2 separate regions of the Sus scrofa genome follow, and region 2 is linked to region 1. The links are chromatin contacts, called in public HiChIP or PLAC-seq maps. All regions are on one chromosome and are shown on one strand. The core of a region is the stretch at or near the end of the contact, and the rest is flanking DNA. Distances in the headings are between cores, read along the strand shown. Region 1 holds the start of YWHAB (14-3-3 protein beta/alpha). Region 2 holds the start of STK4 (serine/threonine-protein kinase 4).

The links. HiChIP or PLAC-seq counts read pairs in DNA pulled down with a chosen protein or histone mark.
Region 2: an H3K27ac HiChIP or PLAC-seq map of alveolar macrophages shows a contact between it and region 1. The contact joins the promoter of STK4 here to the promoter of YWHAB in region 1. A contact is called at or near these places in 5 of 47 Hi-C or Micro-C datasets (alveolar macrophages, heart right ventricle, liver and 1 more) and 2 of 2 datasets of contacts at active chromatin or transcription factors (alveolar macrophages and skeletal muscle).

Annotation. Positions count from the first base shown.
Region 1 is chr17:47,294,111-47,300,174 of Sscrofa11.1, reverse strand. YWHAB (14-3-3 protein beta/alpha) reads right to left here and starts at 2,155. Exons shown (of 6, transcript XM_005672961.3): 1 at 1,937-2,155.
Region 2 is chr17:47,383,839-47,389,946 of Sscrofa11.1, reverse strand. STK4 (serine/threonine-protein kinase 4) reads right to left here and starts at 2,353. Exons shown (of 11, transcript XM_021077860.1): 1 at 2,210-2,353.

The sequences.
Region 1 (6,064 bases), core at 906-3,405:
CTGCACACGGCTAGAAAATGCTGCAAACACAACTGGAATCAAATTTACCTGACTCCAAGTCCAGTGCTCTCTCTGCTTCAACAGCCACAGCCAAATGGGTAAAATGCACTTTTTGCAGCGGCCCGAATCTCTGGAGACTCTGCCTTGAGAACTGGCATTGTGGGAATTTGCTCAGCCTGGTTTTCTGCAGGCTGCTTCCAGATCTACAGAGCTCCAATTCTAAAATGGCTTCAATGTAATGCAAGCACTGCATGATGGGAAATGTACAGAAGATTATAGGGTAGGAGCCATACTCCAGGGGCTGACGGGCCATAAATATTTGCTACTGATGAATGAGGATATTCAACCTGAAAACCAGGTGTGTGGTCTAGGCCAAAGCATCTTATTTCTCATAAAGACTTCGTGGGTTAGATGGATGAATGGTTTCTTATCTCACTGAAAGGAGAGACCAGGAAAATAATTCAGCAGTTGCTTCTGGATTATTATTAGCCTTCCACTGTGAAGATCACCTGTACAATTCTAACCTGGGTCCAGTCAAATTGACAGATATTACCCTCACCACCTGTGCTAAGAACACAGATCCAAGAAAAATGAGGGCCCTGACACGTTCCTAGATAAGAAAAGGGGTGCTCTGGAAGCAGTCAAGAAGGAAATGACCAAGAACCAAGTAATATTAACATATATAAATTTCTAACATGAAAATGCAAAAAACTGAGTACCCACGTGTCTGGTTCTATAAACCACATACGTGTGCGGTTTCATGTGAACAACTGAGACAGAGTGAGAAATGCAGACAATTTTCACATTCTTCCAAGTGCTTCATCCTTCTGTTCTGGCTCCTGTAGCCGCTTGATTGCCAAATTCCGTCTCCCACACAGGGCAAGCAAAATCAGAACCTGATGCCATCTAGCCTTACCAAAGGGAAAAGCAGTGACGGCAAGGACAAAAGACATGAATTTTCACAGAAAGGTTGGCAAACTGTCTTACCAATACTGCCGCCTTTGAAAGCCCCATTACACGTGAGTTCTCCATTTGCAAGAGACAAAGATGTATTCATCTTGGGAAGAAAAGGGGCCTAATCACACCCACCCCTTCTCCACCACCGGGCAAATTTCAGTCCTAAAAACGTGCTAGCCCACAGTATAGGGGAATTTGGGGCGAGGACAAAAGAGACTCTGGCATTAAATGATGGGAAATAACGTGGGAAAATATTCCGATTCTCAACCTCTGACATTTTTTATTTATTTTTTTTTTCTGGGGGTCCGGCCTGACTCAGTAACCGGTTCCACCAAACGCATTTTCTCGATTCAAACCTCAACCCTGTGCTTCCTAGGGAATCTCGGGTTCTGTCAGGCTCCCGCACCAGCGAACGATGATGAAATGGCTTTACTGCAAAGTGGGAGGGGGTCTTCTCTCTGCTCTCTCCCAAGGTTAAACCCCTTACCCATCCAGAGGGAGTCGAGCAGGGCCATTGCGGCTCAAGAACTCGCCTGCATTTGGTTAAATTTCATTTTTGGGAACCGGAAAGCGAGGCGCAGGGGGTGACAGGGCTGAAAGGGTCGGTTCTGGCTGCTCAAGGCGCAGGGAGGGGTCTCGAGGGAATCGAAGATGGGTGATGAGGGGCGGTCAGGGGTCCGGGACACGATTCCCTTCCGGCCCGGCACAGAGCCGCACCCCGCCCGCCGGGCAGGGCCGCAGGCGGCGAGGGCGGCCGGGGCCTCTCCCAGAGCTAAGGGCCCGGCCCCGGAAACAGGGAGGGGCCGCGGCGAGGCCGAGCCCGCGCCGCAGGCGGCCGCACGGGGCTGAACAGGCCGCGCGCCGCTGCCACCCGGGCCCACCTGCGGGTCGCCCTCGTTGCTGCAGCCGCCGCCTGTGGGGGGGGTAGTTTGGAGCTTGGGCCCCTGGGGGCCCCGGGCGGACCCCGCGCCGCACTCACCGTGGGAGGGCTGCAGGGGGCAAAAAAGCTTGCGAGCGGAGCTCCCGGCGCGGTGACCGCTTCTTTCCCAAGCCCACTCCTCTGGCGGCAGCGGCGGCAGCTGCAGTGGCGGCGGCGGCAGCAGCTACCCCGGCTCCGGAATCGGCGGCGGCGGTGGCGGCGGCTCCACTTCCGCTCCGGTCACCACTTCCGCTTCGGCTCGAGCCCCGCCCCTGAGCCGTCTCCTCATTGGGTGAGCAGGGCACGGGGTTGCCCCGGCCGCCCGAGAGGGGCGCGGACAGAGGGAGGAGGAAGGAGAGCTAAGGGCCGGGATGCTGCGGCCGGGGGGAGGGCGGGGGTCGGGGTAGGGAGCTAGGAGGAGGCGGGTGTAGGGGGACGGAAATGGGGGCGGGGAGCTGAAAAAGGAGGTGGGCGGAGTGGAGGCGGGGCTGAGGGGGGGAATCTAGAAAAGCGACATGTGGAAACGAGGGGGCTGGGCAAGGTTTGGGGTTGGGCGGGCCTGAGGCTTAGGCTAGGGAGTCGCCCTGGCCGGGCCCAGAGTCTCTGAGGTCATTGGTTCCCACCCCACCCAAAAAATCATCGTCACTGAGTGAGGTTGAAGTTAGTCCCCTTTTGCTGTGTGCTTTGGAAACACTGCGTTTAAGGAAGGACAGAAATTTTTGCTAAATTTTTCCTTAATCCTCCCTTCAGTCCTTCAAAATACTGATCATTTCCTCCTTTTGTGAACCGAGAAGGCCAGGAATTAGACCTGTGAAGTGTTGTTTTTTTTTTTTTTTTTGGAAGCCTGTGTCCGTGATAGAATACCCCCTCACCCAAGCTCTTAAAGGAATCTTAAGGAACCAGGCTCCACGACACCCCCCACCCCATTCCCATCTGCTCTCACCATTTATCACCATTCTGCCCTTGCCAAGGCCAGTGACTATTAAGCCCAGTTCTTCAAAATGCCTCACCTCCACTGCCTCCCTTTCATTCATTCTTTCAGCGAATATTTATGAAGCAGACTTTTTGTTTCGTGCTGGAGACACAGCAAGAACAAGATAGACGTGGCCCTGCTGTCTTGGAGTTTATAGTCTGATACGAAATAGAACAGAGTAAATAGATAAGCCTTTGTCATTTCTCCTTTGCTTTAGCTTAATGATAGACTTCTAACTCTTCACGCTACCCCCAGTCCTGCTCCCATCAACTGCTGAAATGATCTTTTCTTTTCTTTTCTTTTCTTTTAAGGGCCGTACCCGCAGCATATGAAGTTCCTGGGCTAGGGGTGAATCAGAACTGCAGCTGCCTACCTAAGCCACAGACACAGCAACGTCAGATCCGAGACGCATCTGTGACCTACTCCGCAGCCCTCTGCAATGCCAGGTTCTTAACCCATTCAGCCTCAATGGGAACTCCCTGAAATGATCTTTTCAAAACCCCATTCTAGGAGTTCCCTGGTGGCTCAGTGGGTTAAGGATCTGGCTTTGTCACTGCTGTGGCACAGGTTCAACCCCTGACCTGCCACAGGTGAGGTCAAAAAACAAACATAAAAAAGCATTCTAATTGTGTTCTTTTCTTGCTTAAATTCTTTATTCAGATCTTATTTAATCCTTATTGATAAGCTCTTTGTGTGTGGCAATCAAGTTTTTCTAGAAGCTGCCCCTATCCTTCAGCCTCTTTCTGCTATTTCTTCCTCATCACAAAACCCCAGTTCTATTGGATGATTCCTTATCCTCCCAACATGCCAGCGCCAGTCTTTCTAAAAACCCTTTGGGTTTTTGTTTTGTTTTGTTTTGTTTTTGTTTTCAGGGCCGTACCTGCACAGCATATGGAAGTTCTCAGGCTAGGGGTCTAATCAGAGCCACATCTGCAACCTACACCACAGCTCACTGCAACACATGGCAATGACGGATCCATAACTCACTGAGAGAGGCCAGGGATCGAACCCACAACGTCATGGTCCCTAGTCGGATTCGTTTCCTCTGTGCCATGACAGGAACTCCCTCTTTTCATTCTCTTTCTTTCATTTTTTATTATAACAATTTCCAAAGCAACACAATGGTAGAGAGCATAGTACAGTAAACTCCATGTACCCATCACTCAGCTTTATTTTACTCTTCTGCAAGCTCTCACACTTTTTTTTTTTTTTTTTTTGTCTTTTGTCTTTATAGGGTCCCACCTGTGGCATATGGAGGTTCCCAGGCCAGGGGTCGAATCAGAGCTACAGCTGCCAGCCTACACCACAGCCAGAGCAACGCAGGATCCGAGCCTGGTCTGCAACCTACACCACAGCTCACATCAATGCCAGATCCTCAACCTACTAAGCGAAGCCAGGGATTGAACCCGCAGCCTCATGGTTCCTAGTCAGATTCCTTTCCCCTGCACCACGACGGGAACTCCCACTTTTTTTTTTTTGTTTTGTTTTTTCTAGTGCCACACCCAAGGCATGTGGAGGTTCCCAGGCTAGGGGTCCAGTCGGAGCTGTAGCCACCAGGCTACGCCAGAGCCACAGCAATGCGGGATCCAGGCCACGTCTGTGACCTACACCACAGCTCACGGCAACGCCAGATCCTTAACCCACTGAGCGAGGCCAGGGATCAAACCCGAAACCTCATGGTTCCTAGTAGGATTTGTCAACCACTGAGCCACGAAGGGAACTCCATCCCACTTTTTTTTTAACAGCACTATCTTACAGCAAATCCCAGGTATCATATCATTGCATTCATAAACATATTAATATATAGCTCCAACAGTAAGAATTAGAAAAAAAATAACAACCATAACTCCATGATCACGCTGAACGAAATTAATAACAATTCCTTACAATCTTGCAAGACATAATCCAGGATCAATTTTCTCTAATTATCTCAAAAATGACTTGTCACATTGGTTTATTTAAATCAGGATCCGAAAATGTCTACACTTTGCATTTAGCTTCTAAGTCTCTTAATTCTCTTTGATTCTGTAACAGTTATTCCTACCCCTCCTTTCAAAAAATATATAATTGAACTGTTGAAGAAACTGGGTAAATTCTCCTGTAGAGTTTCTCACCATCTGATTTTGACTGACTAGATCCTTGCATTGTTTTAAAAATGTGACATTGTCCTTTGAATGTCCTGTAAACTGGTAGAGTCTTGATTACATTTCAGTTTTTGGCAAGAGCATTTTATAGGTGGGACTATTTCCTATATCAGATCAGGAAGCATATAATTGTTCCTCAGTGACCTCTTTCAATCTGAAAACCCATTTCTTTCGGTTCCAAAATATTTTTCGTGAATTATTTCTTCAAAGATTTCCTTTCTTCATCTTCCTATTTTCTATCCACATCTTCACTCTCTAGAACTCCAAGTATTTGGATAGCTGAGGTCTTAGAATGGTTTTCTAATTTTATTGTTTTAGTTTTCCTCCTCTCTGTTATTTTCTTATCGTTTTGTGTTTGGGTCTACGTTCTGAATAGGATCTTCCAACTTGTATTTAGTCGGAGTTCTGTGCAGAAGATAGGCTCAGAAGCCACTCTAGGTATTTTAAGCAGAAAGAGATTTAATACAGGGAATTGGTCCTTGCAGACTCATTGGAAGAGCTGGGGTTGCTGAAGTCAGGAGGGACTTTTGTTTCAAAGTCACCATAGCTGTGATTGAGAGGTCAGGTTTGCTGCCTTTGCTGCTGCCACAGTAACTTCCTGACTACATGAAGCCAGGGACTGGGCACTGGATCAGGAAGTCTGTCTACTGACATTTGACTCAGAAGTAAAGTTCAAAGACAAGGGGGTGGTTGTGTGGCTTGAATAAGAGTTTGAAATTGCAGGGTTGTCTATGACATGTGAGCTTGCATGAGGACTTTGATATCCATCCAGCCAATTTTGGCTTTTCATTTTAAAGGAACAAAAGGTGAACCCTTGACTCAGAGAGTTCTATAGGTATAATCAGAAACAGAGCTCTAATAGCTCTCACTGACTTTGCCAGACAAGAGTAGCCTGGGTCAAGGAGACCAGACTTCTCCAAACTCACTGGATTGAATTTTGATGACATAATCACCACCTAGGCTCTTATCTAAATGAGGTCACTGGGAAGGTAGGCATCATTAATGAAAAAAATGTGGATCCATATTTCAATTTCATGAGAACTGAACCCGAAATAAGTTTCATGGTGTGTG
Region 2 (6,108 bases), core at 1,104-3,603, 90 kb before region 1:
GAGATGAGGCCACAGCCAGGTACAGAGGGAAGATTATGTGAAGACAGAGGAAGGAGAAAGCCATCTGCAAGCCAAGGAGAGAGGCCTCAAAAGAAACAACCCTGCTGACCCCTTGATCTAGTCTCCAGATCTGTGAGAAAATAAATTTCCCAGTTATTTAAGTCACCCAGTCTGTGAAACTGACAAGGCAGTCCTAAGAAACTAATAAGATGCTAATAAAGTTAATTGGCTGCAAATTAGGCAGTTCACTAGTTATGATGAGCAGAAAGCACCAGTCATTCAGCCCTGCAATACTTTTCTCTTGCACACTTAATGAAATATTTAAAAGGTCTAGGAATGAGCCTGTCGAAAACCAAAACGGTTTACTCTTTTGCCCAAGATTACACAACATAAGACCAAAGTAAAAACTAAACTCAGATTCCCGATTCTCTTCTCAATTAAACCAGGGCCTTGGAGAAAGAATGAACATTCAGGAAGAAATATAACCATGTCCATTTATCACTGGATCTATGGCACTAGAGCAAATATCTGCTAACGTATACAAGGCTTTGTGAAACAGGGGTACTTCCAGAGAGGCATCAGAGTGAGGCAGCTAACAGCATGGACTTTAGACCAGACTGCTCGGATTAAAATCCCAGATCTGTCACTTAGTAACTGAGAAACTCCTGTCCAATCACTAGCCTCTCTGGGCTCAGTTGCATCACCTGTAAAATACAGAGATACAGGTGATAGGATTGTTGTGAGGGTCAAATGAGCCAATAACAGGTTGAACCATATGAAACCACTATTTTTACACATCAAAATGGCCAAATATCAGCAAATTCATACGGTTCAACAGGAGACATGGAGAGCACTAAGAACAGTGTCTAGCACCCAGTAAGTGCTGTGAGTTCAATGTCAGACTCAGCACGCTATATGATGAATTATGAATCCATCCCAACCAGCTATTTGCCTTCTGCACTGTTTGTACACTTCAAACAAACCCATGGGCGCAGCCCCGGCTGTCAATCCCTTCCTTTCACCTCTCCTTTGCCCCATACTCCCACACACTGAACACTTCCTACTTTAGAGCTCATTCTACTGCAGGAAGTCAGAGGTCTCTGCGAAACAGAGGCAAACTGCACGGCACCTCAATCTCTACTCTCGATTCTTCTCCAGATGTGGCAGAGTGCTTTAAGACTCTGGCATCCACTGAATAAATCATTGACACAAATGCAACCCCTCAGGAGGTGAGACTTTCTAGGATAGGCTACCCCCTCCCCCCCCATTTTGTTGTAAAACAACTCCAGGCAGCAGCAGCCTTTGGAACCGACGCAAAACAAGAGAGATCTGAAAAAGGCAAGTCTGGCCGGGTCCAGTGACCCAGATCAAGAGCAAAGAAGGAAACATACAGGACTGTGTCTCAACTCTTCTGGGCCTCAGTTTGCCCATCTTGAAAATAGTCTCACAACGTTGTAAACCAACTATACTTGAGGGAAAAAAAGAAAAAGAAAATTGTCTCTTACTTCCCTATCTACCTCCCAGTGTCAGATGTAAAGAAAATTAGGAAGACCTTGGACATCAGGAAGGAAAGGTGTCATTATCTTAGAGTGGAGACACTACCAAAAACATCTTCCTAATGCTGTCCTCCATGAAGCCACCCTTGCTTGGCACCCATTCTCAACCTTTCTTGGCACATCTTCAGTCTCAGGCGCACAGCTTTTCTCCTCAGCAGATCCTCCCCACTGCACCCGTTGGGCGGGACTCGGTCCCTTAGAAAGTCTACCCAACCCTTCTCTCTCCTTGTTCCTGATCCATCCCTTAGACAGATCCCCCCTCGTTGGTTCTCACCCAGCTTCAGCATCCTCTCTACCTCAATGAGTCCCTTCTGGTATAGTAGCCCTCACCCAGCGGCAACCCCCGCCTTCAGCAGGTGCTTTCCCTAACTTGTCCCCACGTTCCTCAGCAGTTGCTCCCCCCGGCTGTCGCTCCCCTCCTGCCAGGCTGTCCCTCCAAAAACAAGTGATCTCTAACCAGCCCCATGTTTATCCCCCCTCGTCCAGACCCCCGCCGGCCAGGGGTCGCCCATTCAGCAGGTGCCCCATCAGCCCGGTCGCCTGGCCCCGCAGGTCCATCTGCTCCACGGGCTCACACACCCATCACCCCTCCGGCCGGTTCCCGCCTTTCCCTCCCCGCCCCCCTTCCTCTTGACCAGCGAGCGGCCTCTCACCGGCGCGGCGGGTTCCTCAGCTGCACCGTCTCCATGGCGCTGCCGGCAGCCGCCCAGACCCGCTCAGTGCTCCATCCTCCCCCGGGACTTCTCCGAGCCCGCCCCGCAGACCCTCCCACACTTCCGCTTTCCGCCCCTACCGGAAGCGGCGAGCTGCTCAGGGGAGGGGCGGGGCCGCGAGGGCCGGGCCTGGATCACGTGGTGCGGACTCGAGTCACGTGGCACGCTGGGGCGGAACGAGGAGGCTCGGAGACAGCCTTGGGGCACGTCGTCAGGCAGACTGGAGTCTCGGCGGCGTTGTTTCTTGCGGTGGTGTTAGCCCGAGACACTTGGTCCCCCAGACCTGGAACCCATCGCTGCCTCGGGCCGCGCCTCTCATATCTCAGACGGAGATACTGAGGTTTCTTGCGAAGCAACATACTTGATAACAACTGTCGATTCTTAACCAGCCAAGTTCTGCGCGATTCCTGGGAAGCACTGCTCCAGGGACTCCCAGAGGTATTTATGGTACTCTACAGGTCTGAACTAATTGAATTCCTGTTCCAGGTGGAAGCTCGAACGTGCGAAACCGCTTCGTGGATGTAACAGAGCATCAGCCTGAAAATTGCTCCACCCTCTTGACAGCCTCACCTGTGTACATAAAAAATAGCTATTATTTTTTAAACTCTTACCATGTACTGGCTTTCAAGTGTTGTTTCATTTAATCCTCATATCAAGCCTGTAACGTTAACCCCAATCTTCTCTGCTAATTTTTTGACACTCTTACCATTACCACGTTTTCATGCCCTACTAATGCTAATTCATTTAATACTCTTAAGGCTGTAAGGTGCATACTTTTGTTGTTCTCGTGAGGCCAGAGAGGTGAAGCTCAAATAGCTAAAAGTATAGGTTTGGGGAGTTATATCCAGATAGACCTGATTCCAGAGCCTGCACCATCAAACTAGACAGTCACTGTGGACCCTTGGTTGGGCATGAGATTCAGAGCTTCCTGTCCCCTCAGAGCTCCAGTTCCAGTTATAGAAATTCATAAATCCTCGGTTGCCACCACCATCAGTGAATATTAAGAAAAAGGAAGATTCCGCCCAATTCACTCATAACGTTACCGGAGAAAATTTACCCAAAGCAACCTCTCACCATTTTTAATTGTCCTGTTTTTCTCAAAGCATCTTCAGAACAACACCTGAGCAACCTCTCAGGGCGACCCAGGTATGGACTCCATATGCTAAAAATGGAGTAACAGCAGTTCCCATTGTGGCTCAGCTGCTAAGAACCTGACTAGTATCCATGCAGATGCAGGTTCTATCCCTGGCCTCACACAGTGGATTAAGGATCCAGCATTGGTGCAAGCTTGGCTTGGATCTGGCGCTGCTGTGGCTGTGGCATAGGCCAGCAGCTGCAGCTCCGATTCAGCACCTAGCCCAGGAACTTCCATATGCTGCAGGTGCAGCCCTAAAAAGGAGGGGAAAAAAAAAGCTAAACATAAATTTAAAAAAATAATAAGGAGTTCCCGTCATGGCTCAGTGGTTAACGAATCCGACTAGGAACCATGAGGTTGTTGGTTCGATCCCTGGCCTTGCTCAATGGGTTAAGGATCCGTCGTGACCGTGAGCTGTGGTGTAGGTTGCAGACCCAGCTCAGATCTGGTGTTGCTGTGGCTGTGGTGTAGGCCAGCGGCTACAGCTCCGATTTGACCCCTAGCCTGGGATCCTCCATATGCTGCGGGTGCAGCCCTAGAAAAGACAAAAGTAAGTAAAATAATTAATTAAAAAAATAATAAAGCCATACAAAAAAAAGAATAACAGGCATTCCCTGATACAGTTGGAGAACGTGTTTATAATCTACTATGTGCCAGGCGCAATCCTAGGCTAATACTTCATCTTCAAAACAGTCCCACGAAGTAAGAATTATTATCCTCCGTTTACAGGTGAAGAAGCTGAGATTCACATATATACAGCTAGTGAGAGCAAAGGTTTTAACCTAACAGTTTTCTGACTCCACAAAATCCACATTTTATTTGCCACTTTGCTCTGTTAGGAATCTGGGCAAATGGCAGAGGGAACCCTGGGGAAGTTAAGATCAGGAAAAAGCTTCCACACAGTTTAGGAAGTCATGGTGGATCCGTCCTGCAAGAAGTCACCTCTGTCCTCTGAAATCCCCTAGCACTTTTCCTGTATTTCCCCTGTACTTTTAACCTGGTGTTCAGACCCTGCTGCCCACTGAATTTTTGCCTCCGTGAAGGGCAGCTCTGAATCTAAGCTCCCACTGTGTCCACACAATAAACATTTTTTAAAAACAAATGTTAACTTACCAGTGCACAATGTCAAACATCCTTCCTTTGTCTGCTTCCCAGGATCTTTCCAGAAGATGGAGGGGTATTAAGGTCACCCTCTTTTTCCACATAATATCCAGCCCGGCACTGCCCCATAGAAATTTCTGCAGTGATGGAATATTCTACATATGGTCAAAACAGTAGCCACTAGCCACATGTGGCTATTAGGCACTTTAAGTGTGGCTAGTGTGATTAAAACACTGGGTTTTTTTGTTTTTTCTTCTTTTTTTTATTTTTTATTTTTATTTTAGGGCTGCTCCTGCAGCATATAGAAATTCCCAGGCTAGGGGATCTAATCAGGGCTACAGCTGCTGGCCTACGCCACAGCCCCAGCAATGCCAGATCCGAGCTGCATCTGTGATCTACACCACAGCTCACAGCAACGCCAGGTCATTAACCCACTGAGCAAGGCCAGGGACTGAACCTGCAACCTCATGGTTCCTAGTCGGATTCGTATCTGCTGTGCCACGACAGGAACTCTGGATTTTTTATTTAATTAATTGATTTTCATTTAAATAGCAAACCTCAGCCAACTGTAATATGCTAATAGCCTAAGAGAAAGGACCGATGAGCAGGGCTACTCATGCTTCATTCATTCAACACTTACTGAGCTCTTTGTGTCCGGGACTGGGCTAGGATCTGGGTATATGACAATATTTAAGGCATTTGTGGGTCCTAGCATTTTTGCAGTTTACAGTGTAATAGAACAGATAGTTATTAGATAATTAATTAATTAATTTAGTGATAAATGGTGATAGAAAACAAAAACATGAGCACCTAACCAAGTCTAGTAGGATCAGGAGAGCTCTGAGAAAGCCAAACAGTCATTCATTCAACAAACATATGCCAAGTATCTGCTGTGAGGCAAGCACAGTACTAGGTGTCAGGCAAGTTTCTACCCTCACAGATCTCATAGTAAAGTGGGAAAGATAGTAAACAAGCCAAAAAGGACCCGATGTATAATATGGCTGATATTTAAAATTACATGAAGAGAAACAAATTAAGAGTATGGAAAGCGGGGCGGGAAGTAATTTAGATTAAGTGATTGAGGAAAGCTTTTCTGAGGAGGTGATATTTGAACAGAGATGTGGCTGAAGTGAGAGAGTAAGTCACACTAATATTTAAAGAAAGATTGTTGAAGGAAGAAGGAACAGCAAGTGCAAAGGCTTACGGTAGAAAAGCAGCAAGACGGTGGCATGTCTGGAGCAGAGTGAATAAGGAAAAGGAGGACAGGAGGTAGATGAGCTGGAGCCAGATTGAATGTGGGCCACATAAAAGTACAAACAATTATTAGAAGTTAGAAACCATCCCAAGGCCCAGTGGTTTAAAATGGTAATTACTTTCCAGTTTGGGGTTATTACAAATAAAACAGCTATGCCCATTTGTGTTCGAATCTCTGTATAGACATGCCTAACAGGCACACGTACGTAACATACATTTCATTTCTTTGGGGTTAAAATGCAGGTGCAAAATAGCTGGGTCATGTGGCAGATCAATGTCTAATGGGTTAAGAGACTACTTTCCCAGGTAATTGTTCCACTGCCATTTCCACCAACGGTGCATGAGTTCC